Regions from separate parts of the Mus musculus genome. Here region 1 is linked to region 2. Evidence: chromatin contacts called from public HiCAR-type data. All regions are on one chromosome and are shown on one strand. The core of a region is the stretch at or near the end of the contact, and the rest is flanking DNA. Distances in the headings are between cores, read along the strand shown.

Region 1 (5,026 bases), core at 1,533-4,032, 990 kb after region 2:
ATTCCTGAGAAGAAACTTGAAGGCAAGCTCTGTTGATATGGGTACAGGCAGTAATGTCAAAGGCACAAGATGGAAAGTACTATCCACCTCGCCAACCACACACCCACTATCAGTGAGGCCAACGCTGACAGAGGGAGGCAGGTCCACAATGCTGTAGACCATCCTTCTGCAGCTGGCAGAGGGAGGTAGGGAGTGTGGGACCTGGCGGCCATAGGGAGCAGCTGTATCCACTCAGGTAAGATGTCAGTCCAGACACAGACCATGGTCAGGAGATAGCTCCCAAATGTATATGGTGAATACAATTATTTTCAAAAAGGCTCAAAGAACTTGTTTAAAAGAAAATGTTGAGTCCTTCAAGTAAGGGAGGGAGGAGGGGGAACAGCCACATTGAACCCCTTAATCAAAGCTCAGTGGTCTGTAGCCTCTGCTGCTGCTGACAGGAGTGCAGGCAGCTGTCTCCGGATGCAGACCCATGTGTTCCACACTTTCCAAGAACCAACATGCTACAGCAGATGACGGACAGAGGACACTCTTCCTATTCCATGATGCTACTTGGTGCAGGCTACTGGTCTTGTTAGGTCCCTGACCCTGCCTACACAGCTAGAAATAGCAATGGAGGAACAAAAGACTTGTGAAGAAGATGTATAAACTAGAGAAAGTCACGAGGAGGGAGAGATGCTATTTCCATGTGTGCATCAGTCCGGCACCGTTGCTGCAATGTACAAATGTAAGGCCTCACAAACATACAAATGTAAGGCCTCACAAACATACAAATGTAAGGCCTCACAAATGGAAACCTCAGAGATACACTGTGAGGAGTAAGGTGACACTGGATGTAGCTGTGAAGAACTAGAGCCATCAGCTAGTGAATGGAGGATATGTGTCCAACAAGACAATGTACCTAGAAAGGACACTGGATCCGGTGCTTTATCACTAGAAATGAGGGGGACAGCAGCTGATCCACTCTTCACGGAGGTGGCTTAGTGGTCACATGTATCCCTGACTTTGCTCCCATAGTAGGGCTCACCTCTCTGAAGCTGTTGTAGATCCGGCTACCCTGATGAGCTCCAATAGTGATTTCTGGGAGGTAGACCGGAATGGTCGTGTAATTCAGCACTTCTGTCTTATCCTGAACCCTGAAAAGTAAGACAAACATGGATTACAACAAGCCATCAAAATAAGTACCATTAGACAAATATTCTTAACTCTTCATGTATCTACAGGGACTGGGGAGATGGCTCAGCAATTAGAAGCACTGGATGCTAAGAGAATCTGGCTTCAACTCCCAGCAACTGCACAGCAGCTCACCACTGTCTATAACTCCAGTTCCAGGGGATCTGTCACCCTCGCAAGACATATATGCAGGCAAAACACCAATGCACATAAAAATAAATAAATCTTTAAAAAAAACCCAAAACAAACAAAAAACCCCAAAACAACAACAACACCACTACTACTAACTAAGTGCTGTTCACAAGCAGGCATGTTCAAGGCACCACTTCTCTTAAAGATCTCTGGGGTCATGTAGCCACTCTGCTAAACAGCTCCAGAACTGAGGGAGTTCTGAGAAGCCCTGATACCTTCAGATAGTGGGCTCTCGATGAAGGGTTTGGGAAATGGAAAAATGGAGCCAATGTGTACTTCACACACAATAGCAGGAGTAATCTACCAGCAGATGGTAGTCCCCACGTTATGCACACTATGCCCTCATTAGAAAGCCAAGTGACAGTACCACATGGAACTTGCTAGGTAGCACACTGGGCCATATTTATCAAGGGTAGATTCATTTCTGGTACTACTAATACCAACTGTAGGCTTCTCCCTTGCTTTACCATTTCATTCTGCTGATTCAAGAACGTTTATACAACTGTTACATCCCATTCTCTTCAAAGATGGGTTCAACATAAGCACTATGCTTGAAGAGACAAACCTTTTTTTTCCCCATTTTTTTCTTTTTTTAAAAATTAAATCTGGGCATAGTCATGCGCTAGACACCCTAGTACTTGGGAAGCTAAGGCAAAGGAACTGCCACAAGTTTGAGTCCAGCCTGGGCTACCTGGGGAGACAAATGTCTGAGGGGAAAAGGCACTAAAGCCTTTCTTAATCTTACAGGCTCAAGAAACAAAGTAATTATTTTCAACAAATTCTTAGCTATACCTAAGTTGTAAAGGCAAGAGAGGATGTTTCTTGTCTGCAATTTCCAAGTGTAGATTCTATAACTGTATCTGGTTCCTGGTGGCTAGATGGCTCACTATATAAACCCGTAGGCGACAGCCAGGTCCCCACAGAACTAGAACCTAAGAGGAATGCATGGTGCATGGGTCCGTGGGTCACGCTTGCTTCCACAAGAAATCACAGAGAAATGATGACTGTGGTAAGGCTGAACTTAGTTGGTGGCAGGAATGTCCTAGTGCAAATGCGCCACTCCCACAATGATCGAGCGATTCAAATCCCCCAAGCACAGTTGTTCGGGTAGCCCTGCCTGCCCGTCCTCCTGCGTGGTTTGCACTGGTTTAGGTGAGTGCCCATACTAGATAGACACTGTCAAAGATTAAGATTGCTTTTCTTAGCTTTCATATCCTATCCAGTTGGTTTTTTTCTGCCAAAAGAAATGAAAACATTTAAAAACAGTTCAAGCATACAAACAGTAGAGTCTGTAGAGGACACATTAGCCCTGCTCTGTAAGCTTGCTCTGATTAGCTGTTACATGAAATTCCACAGAGCCAAGGCCTGGCCTCAGCACTACTTTTGAGCACTCCCTCTCTACAGCAACAAGTTGACAACCTTCTCGTGCTCTTCATGACTTGCTAGCAGCATACACACACAGCTCTCTACTGTAACACAGGATTATTCTGTACCTGCTACTGTTAATTCTGTTGAAGTGGTAACAAAATATTTCAACTAAAAATGAAGTACACCTTAAATGTTAACAAATATCAAAGGAGGGTGTCCTGGAAGTATGTGAACTATAGAACAACAGCGCCATCTATGTATGATTTGCCAGAATTACAATTTACACATGCCCCAGAAAAAGAACAAGAAGGCTTTAAAAGTACTCTGTTGTGTACCTTACTTAAACCTGGAGAAACAACTCTTAGCAGAGCTCACAGGATGAAGAGAGACACAGCACATCTCCGGTAAATACTTGTCAGATAGGCTAGAGATAACATCCTTGATCAGAGATAATGAAGAACTAAAGGCACTGGGAAGCCTCTATGATTCAGAACACAAAGCTGATAAGGAGCTATGCTTACGCAATAAACACATTTCAACGCTACAGATGGAGAAACCCATCTGAGAACAATGTTCCTGCCACACCAGTGTCCAACTATGATGTGACGAAGTGTCACAGGCTGATTAGTGCCATGGGCAGACGGCTTTAACCAGAGGCACTGAGGCACGACAACAGAAAAGTACAGAACAGCAATTAAGGTTCTATGGCTGAATATTTCTCCCATAGGAGAGAGGCCACTTTTCTCCCACTTTCCACAGGCTGTTTTTACTTCCTCCTGAACTGTAGTTCTGCCTGAAACCCTGTGGAGAACTTGCATCCATCACCACAGTACTAGATCTCTGTCTGGAAACTTCCAGCAGCTGCAATGAGCCTCATGGGCAGTAGGTGGGGCTGGGAGGGTGGGTATGGGGGTGGGGGTGGGGGGTGCACTGAAATGTAGCTGAAATTAAACAGAAATGTTCTAAAACGATAATTTGGTCAAGTCTGGACCAAATAAGTCTAACTGGCAAGTGGCATGTTTACAGCAATTGTCTCAGAAACAGATCATAATTTTCACTCAAGAAATTAAGATCAGCACAATTACCATTGAAAACTTATGAAACTGAGGAGAGGGCACAACACAGGGAAAGGACAAAGCCACAGTAAATGAAATACAAGCAATTAATTGGATGTTGTAACTCACAAACTCTGGGAAAATTACAGGTCACAGCTCTATACCCTGATAACCATATAACTAAGTAATACCAAAATTATGAATTTTAAGCACGGGTCAGATCAACATGTGTTTCAGATCAAATTTAGAAAATGATATGGTATTATCTGTGGGAGGTCAAAAGCCAGAAATACTCCCTAGTCGCAGTGAGTCTGTTTGGATCTTAGTCCTCGTGCCCTAATGCTAGCTCATACACTCTGCCCAGTTAACTGATTCTAAAAAGCAAGGATCACAAGACATTTGTGTAACAGACTCAGGGCATTAAGAGGAGGTGTCATGGTGATAACAAGACAGTAATAACCTTGCAGGCTGTGAAGAATATAAAGTTCAACACTGGGATTCAGGTCACCAGGTGCTAGAGCAGGACAGAGGTTGCAGTTTCTGAGCTAATCCAGGAACAGAAATGTTAGTGCTTGAGAGCACTCTTCATAAAGAGGAAACAGGAACTCTCTTAACCTAAAAACAAGTAAACAAAACAGACGAACCTCTGGAGGTGTATTGGAAAACAGTGAGGGCAGTTAGGAACTGACCAGAAGCAGAGATCCAAAATGAAGGCACCAAACCACTCCAGCAGAGAACAACAGGATCAGAAGAGAAACCACAACAGAGTAGTACATCAGCCTTCAGAGTAGTCTTTGGGGAGAAGTGAGGGTTAGCATAAATGGAGGGGCCCAACAGCCTCAGACTCTATCCCAAGCACATGACAGAGCAGGGCAAGACAGGCACAGACAGGCTCAGAGTGCTGCAGCAGCTCCACTTCCTGACAGACATCTCACAGCATCTCCACCATCTGGGCTTTCCACTGCAAACCACCCTTCATTTTCTCATCTTCATGCAGCAATCTTATATGGCTTCCTGTCCTCTTAGGGCTGTCCTTCATGCAGGACTCCTCTGCCACACACTTCCTGGACTCATAGCTCCCTGAAACTACGGAAGAATTCCTGACTCCTCAATTCTTGTGTATTTCACGCCTCTAGGGCCAATACCATTTAGATAACATGCCAAGATCAGCAGCTAGCTTGGGATGGGCCCTCTTTGCCTTTGACCACATCGGTATGTTGAAGCTTCCTCATAAGGTA
Region 2 (4,825 bases), core at 1,872-4,371:
AACAGGTCCAGGACCAGCAGCAGAGCCTGACAAGGCTCCAGCTTCCACTGCCAACCAGGGTCAGACATAAGGTCCTCTCACCCTCACCGCCTCCTGCTTAAGAGGGAAATGAATACGTTTTCTGAGGGAAAAGAATAAGGAACCTACTTCCTTAAGAGAATAGTAAAGACGCACACATTGTAAGATCCCCATTTGGTATGCGTCCCTGAACCCTCTGACCAGCCGGCAAGAACAGCCTACACCCGGCTAGTCACAACCCAGCAAACTCCTGACTGTTTCCCAACTTTATATAACAGGGGGCCCCGACAGCCTGTACCTCGAGTCTGCGAACCCCACAGTATTTTACAACCTCAAATATTATAACATGTTTTCTACTTCCTGGTAAGAGCCAACTCCCTGGGGCCTGCCTGCTGCAATCCGAAGAAAATGTTTGTCCTGTTAAATAAACAGCCATGCTCACCATGGTGACGGTTGGGTAAGGGAGGAAAATGTGGCCAGGGCTGTCCAAATAAGGAGGGGAAGGAGGTGTGGGGGCGGGGTGCTGCCACTCTAGGACTCCCCCACAGGCTCTTCAGTCCTTACCTATGTTGAGGTACCAAGCTGCAATTACTGATGTACCTACTACGTGACAGACCCTGGTGGTGGCTGAGGTGGGAGGGAACTCCTTGAATGCTGGTGGGGCCTAAGAAGTCCAGACCTTTGACCTTGAGGACCTAAGCTGATCTTATTTGACCAGGTGTTGCATGGAATAGGCCCCCCCGTTTTTCACAAAGCCCAGAGGGCTAAGATAATTAAGTGAGGGCTGGCGAGATGGCTCAGGGGGCAAAGACACTTGCTGCAGAGACTGGACAACCTGAGTCTGAGCCCTAGAACTAAGGCCTTCAACTTGTCCTCTGATCTCTCCACACACATGATACATATACACACAGAAATAATTAAATTTTTAAAAGTCAATTGTGTGGCTCTCTCCCTGCTTCTAACTTGCTCTAGACTCTAGAGTTGCCTATAGTGACCGGCTTGTTAGGATCATACTCCATGAGCAAAAGGCTTCACGTGAGGGCCACATCCCCAGTGGGAAGTGCCATGGCTTGGGGACAGGCCAGCAGAGGCTCTCTGCACCCACTTGTTCTCCCAGGAGTCTGGTGCTAAGCAGCTTCCCACAAGCATTGGGTGAAGAGGGTTCCGCAGGGCTGTGGGCTATGCGTTTCTAGTCACTTAACACAGTCATTTTCAAGGGTCACTCCAATATCTAGTGAGGCTCTTTCTTCTTTCTCCATGCTCAGCCATTCACCAGCTCCTCAGAGCTGGAGCCGGGGGTCCACTGAGATTGGAGGAAATTATACCATTATAATAGGCTCCCATACCTCTCAGGGTTTTCTAGGTTTGGAGTTTGAGAGAGGAGCTGTATAAATATCAGGAACCTCTCCTAGTTCATTTAAGCACAGCAGCTACGTCTCACACAGGGACGTTATGTGACACCAGCAGGGTTTCACAAACTTCTCACATCTTAGTTAGGCAGGTGCCTGAGAAAAGGGTCTGCAGATACAGAACTCCAAACGTGCACAGGGCCAGATCTCAGAGACTGTCTCAGATGAGGAAACTGGAGCCCAGGGTAAGCCGAGGTACCCAGTAGCTGCCAGCTGGCTGATGCAGGGCTCCCTCATTGCTCAGTACTCCAGCCTCCACACACAGCCTGAGCTGCGCCACTTATGTACCAATGAATCACACCAAGATGACAGTGACAGATAACTGCAGCCACCCACAGTACCATTCCATTCGGGCACACTGTACAGCTACCATTAAAATAAAGGAGTCCCTGGCTTTCTTAGATTCCAACAACGTACACAAAGTGGTGCTTTCCATATCTTAAAACACACACACACACACACACAAAACCGACTTTTTTAAATTAAAGCCTTGAGGCAGACAGACTCTGGTTATCAGACGAATCCGACCTAGACTCCAGAGACTAAGACAGAGTGGACATGCTTCCCTTCAGGTTTGCACCTCTGGTAAGCATGTGGACCAAGGAGGAGAAACAGATCCTGAGACTGCCAGGCCTGGTTTTTACAGTGGTACAGCTTGCCAGCCTGTGGCTGTGCCTCTTCAAGCTAGGGGTTACCCTGGATGATTTCCAGGGAGCCTTCTGGCTCCCTTGTTCCGTATGAATCAGCTTTCCAAACTGGTTCCTTGTGTATACGTTACAGAAACCCTGGCAACCAGGGTTCTTGCAGAAGAAGCAGGCCACCGCCCACCTCTTGGTCCATGTCTGTGCTTGGCAGCCAAGGTATGTCTCAAAGGATGACGATGTGACTGCTCCAGCTTAAGAGTGGACCTCTCCCCCCTCTCCTGACATACTCCCAGTCCATCTGGAGACAGGAAATACTGGCGTGGAGGATGCCACGGAAATCAAAGTGGGTGGACAAAGTGGTCTCCCTGACATAGGGGCGGGGAGGGGCAGGTGTGGCTTGGCACTGGGTATTTCTCTGTTTAACCCCTTTCCCACCGCTGGGAGTCAGTGCCTACCAGTGGTCCTTCCCCCAGGGCCAGACTTGACTCTCTGAACTCATAGCAGGAAGCCAGCTCCTTAGGGGACCCTCTGGACCCATCCTAGGAACAGTTTGCACTGACCCTGGCTTCCTTGGACAGCACCATGGGAGTCGGCGTGCTCAGTCTGGTGTCGTGATCACTCAATGTCTCTGTGTCCTCGGACAAGATGCCTAACTAATCTCTCCGACCTCAGTGCCTAACCTGAGAAATGGGGACAGCAGTGTGAACCTGGAAAAGGGTCACCGCGCAGTTCCATCTACATTCTGCCGAGTTGCAGCCGTTTGCACAGTCGGCAACTCCTGGCTCAGGACCCCAGCTCCAGCTGTCCGAGCCGCCGGTTACGTAAGACGACCACGGCCGTCCAGGTCCGCGCCACCGCCCAGCACCGCGCCACCGCCCAGCGCCGCGCCACTCACCGCTTCGCCGCGTCAACCCGCGCGTCTGTCCCTTGCTCGGCCCGTCACTTGGTGCGCTCGGCCTGCGCCGCAGCCGCCCGGAGCCGCTAGTCCCAGTAGCGCCGCTGCCGCCGCGTCGCCCTCCGCTGTCACATAGTGGAAAACGTGACCGCGCGCGCTGAGCCCGCCCCTGCGCGCGCCATTGGTCGGAGTGCCACCTCATTTGCATACTGGCGGGGCGGAACCTGAGAGCTACGCTCATCAATTGGTGGAGACGCCCGTCGCTCTCTTTACATAAGACGCACATGGAACTCCATGTTCGCCGCCCGGGTTCCTCAATGAAGATGCTGCGCGCTCTTGCGCCCCCCCGCGCCCGGGCGAGTAGGCTCGTCCACTTCCGGCCTGCGGGACTTCCATTCACCTGGCACGGCGGTGGCCCGCTCGTGCAGCCCCGGAGTGGCGCGTACCACTGCGGCGCGGGGGAATGGTGCTTGGCCGCTGCGCAACTCACAGCCGGCAGAGACCAGGGCCACCGGCCTATCACCTGCGACGACGTGACCAGCCTCGGTAATCCGAAGGACCGAGAATGCTCTCTGCTGACACCTTTCGCTCATCCAGCCCAGTTCATTCATTTCCCCTCTCATTCATTCATGGCGAGACGCTTGAGGGCAAATAGGACGGCCCCTCTGGATCTGCTGCTGAGCACCTTCCCAGGACAGGCTGGGTGACCCTAGGACAGGCCCCCCAGGCTGACCGTCATTCCAGATGGGCCAAAGCACAAAACTCCCACTTAGCCTTTCTTGTTTCTGAAACTGCGTGTTGCTAGTTAGTGTTGATTCAGGAAATAAGGTCATAATTGCCGTGCAGAGATACAAAGGAAAGAAGTGATTTCTTCCTGCCCTCAATCACATAGGGAGAGAAGACTGACGTTCTACAGGGAAGCTTAACCAAATGCGGTGGTGTAGTTTATTAACCTTACAGGAACTATGGAAGCGGGGTGTGCATCTGGAACAGCAGGGCTTTTCTGAAGTGGAAGCTACAGACACTAGCTAGTCAGGGGAGGGTACTCCTCCAGTGATAGGACAGCCCTGCCCCTGTGGAACCTTGGTTGAAGCTATTTGGTTCTTTCAAGAGCACTGTCTGGAAGCCTACTAAAGCGTTCAGGCTCCTGTCCAAAGGGTCAAAGGAGGGAGTAGAAGTTTCCTCGGAGCGGGTTTGAGGCTGACAGAGAACAACCTAAAGACTCATGCAAGGTGTGATGGAGAAGGCAAGCTTGTCACGTCTTCCAAGGGTAAAAAGGTCATTTGTCATTGCCAGGGAACTTGAAGCCTAGTAGCATCCACTACTCTGAATCTTCCCCTGGGGTGTCCTAGGAACCAGGAATGGAAAGGAGGCAAACATTAGCAACAGAAGTCTGCTAACAAACTGAGCTGCTGGTGTACACAGCCGGCTAACCCACATTCAAGAATTCCGTGTGGGAGCTACTTCTTTCTGTCTGCCTGGCAGGACAGGCATGCAATTCCTCAGATGCAGATGGGGGCAGAGACTAAGTTCATTTCAGCAGCCCTTTCCAAAGAAGCCCTGGGAAGCCAGATGTTGACTCACACTGCAGGGGGCAGGGCAGCACCTCTGGTTCCTCTGACACTGACACCTCACCACACTCCCCAACACACACAAACACTGAGCAGAGCTGGGCCAAGCTGCACCCTGCACACACCCAAAGGGCCTTTTGTTTCCTCGCTTACATTGACGGCAATGGTGGCTACATTGTTCTGGAAACAAGAGTACACAGCTCATCCACCTGGCAGAGTCTCCTTCATGCTCAGCTTTTTCTTGTCTTGCTCTACATTTGGCCTGCAATGTAATGTCACAGTTCCTCC

The links. HiCAR-type assays count read pairs that join an accessible place to other places.
Region 1: a HiCAR-type map of astrocytes shows a contact between it and region 2, with 2.5 times the contacts expected there. The contact joins the enhancer-like site here to the promoter of Per2 in region 2. A contact is called at or near these places in 3 of 39 promoter capture datasets (the 3T3-L1 cell line, the C10 cell line and embryonic stem cells), 2 of 484 Hi-C or Micro-C datasets (the P5424 cell line and cortical neurons) and 4 of 115 datasets of contacts at active chromatin or transcription factors (astrocytes, embryonic forebrain, extraembryonic endoderm stem cells and 1 more).

What each region holds. Positions count from the first base shown.
Region 1 is chr1:92,450,984-92,456,009 of GRCm38.p6, forward strand. Ndufa10 (NADH:ubiquinone oxidoreductase subunit A10) reads right to left here. Exons shown (of 10, transcript NM_024197.1): 9 at 1,028-1,136. Among named protein-coding and RNA genes, the nearest start is that of Mir6900, 11 kb to the right of the region's middle. Within about 2 kb of position 2,783, at least 14 of the 459 cell types and tissues checked have an H3K27ac peak or open chromatin away from gene starts, as enhancers often do.
Region 2 is chr1:91,456,207-91,461,031 of GRCm38.p6, forward strand. It overlaps Per2 (period circadian clock 2), which reads right to left and starts at 3,122. Exons shown (of 23, transcript NM_011066.3): 1 at 2,967-3,122. It overlaps Gm35591 (a long non-coding RNA gene), which reads left to right. Exons shown (of 3, transcript XR_003948694.1): 3 at 1-1,564.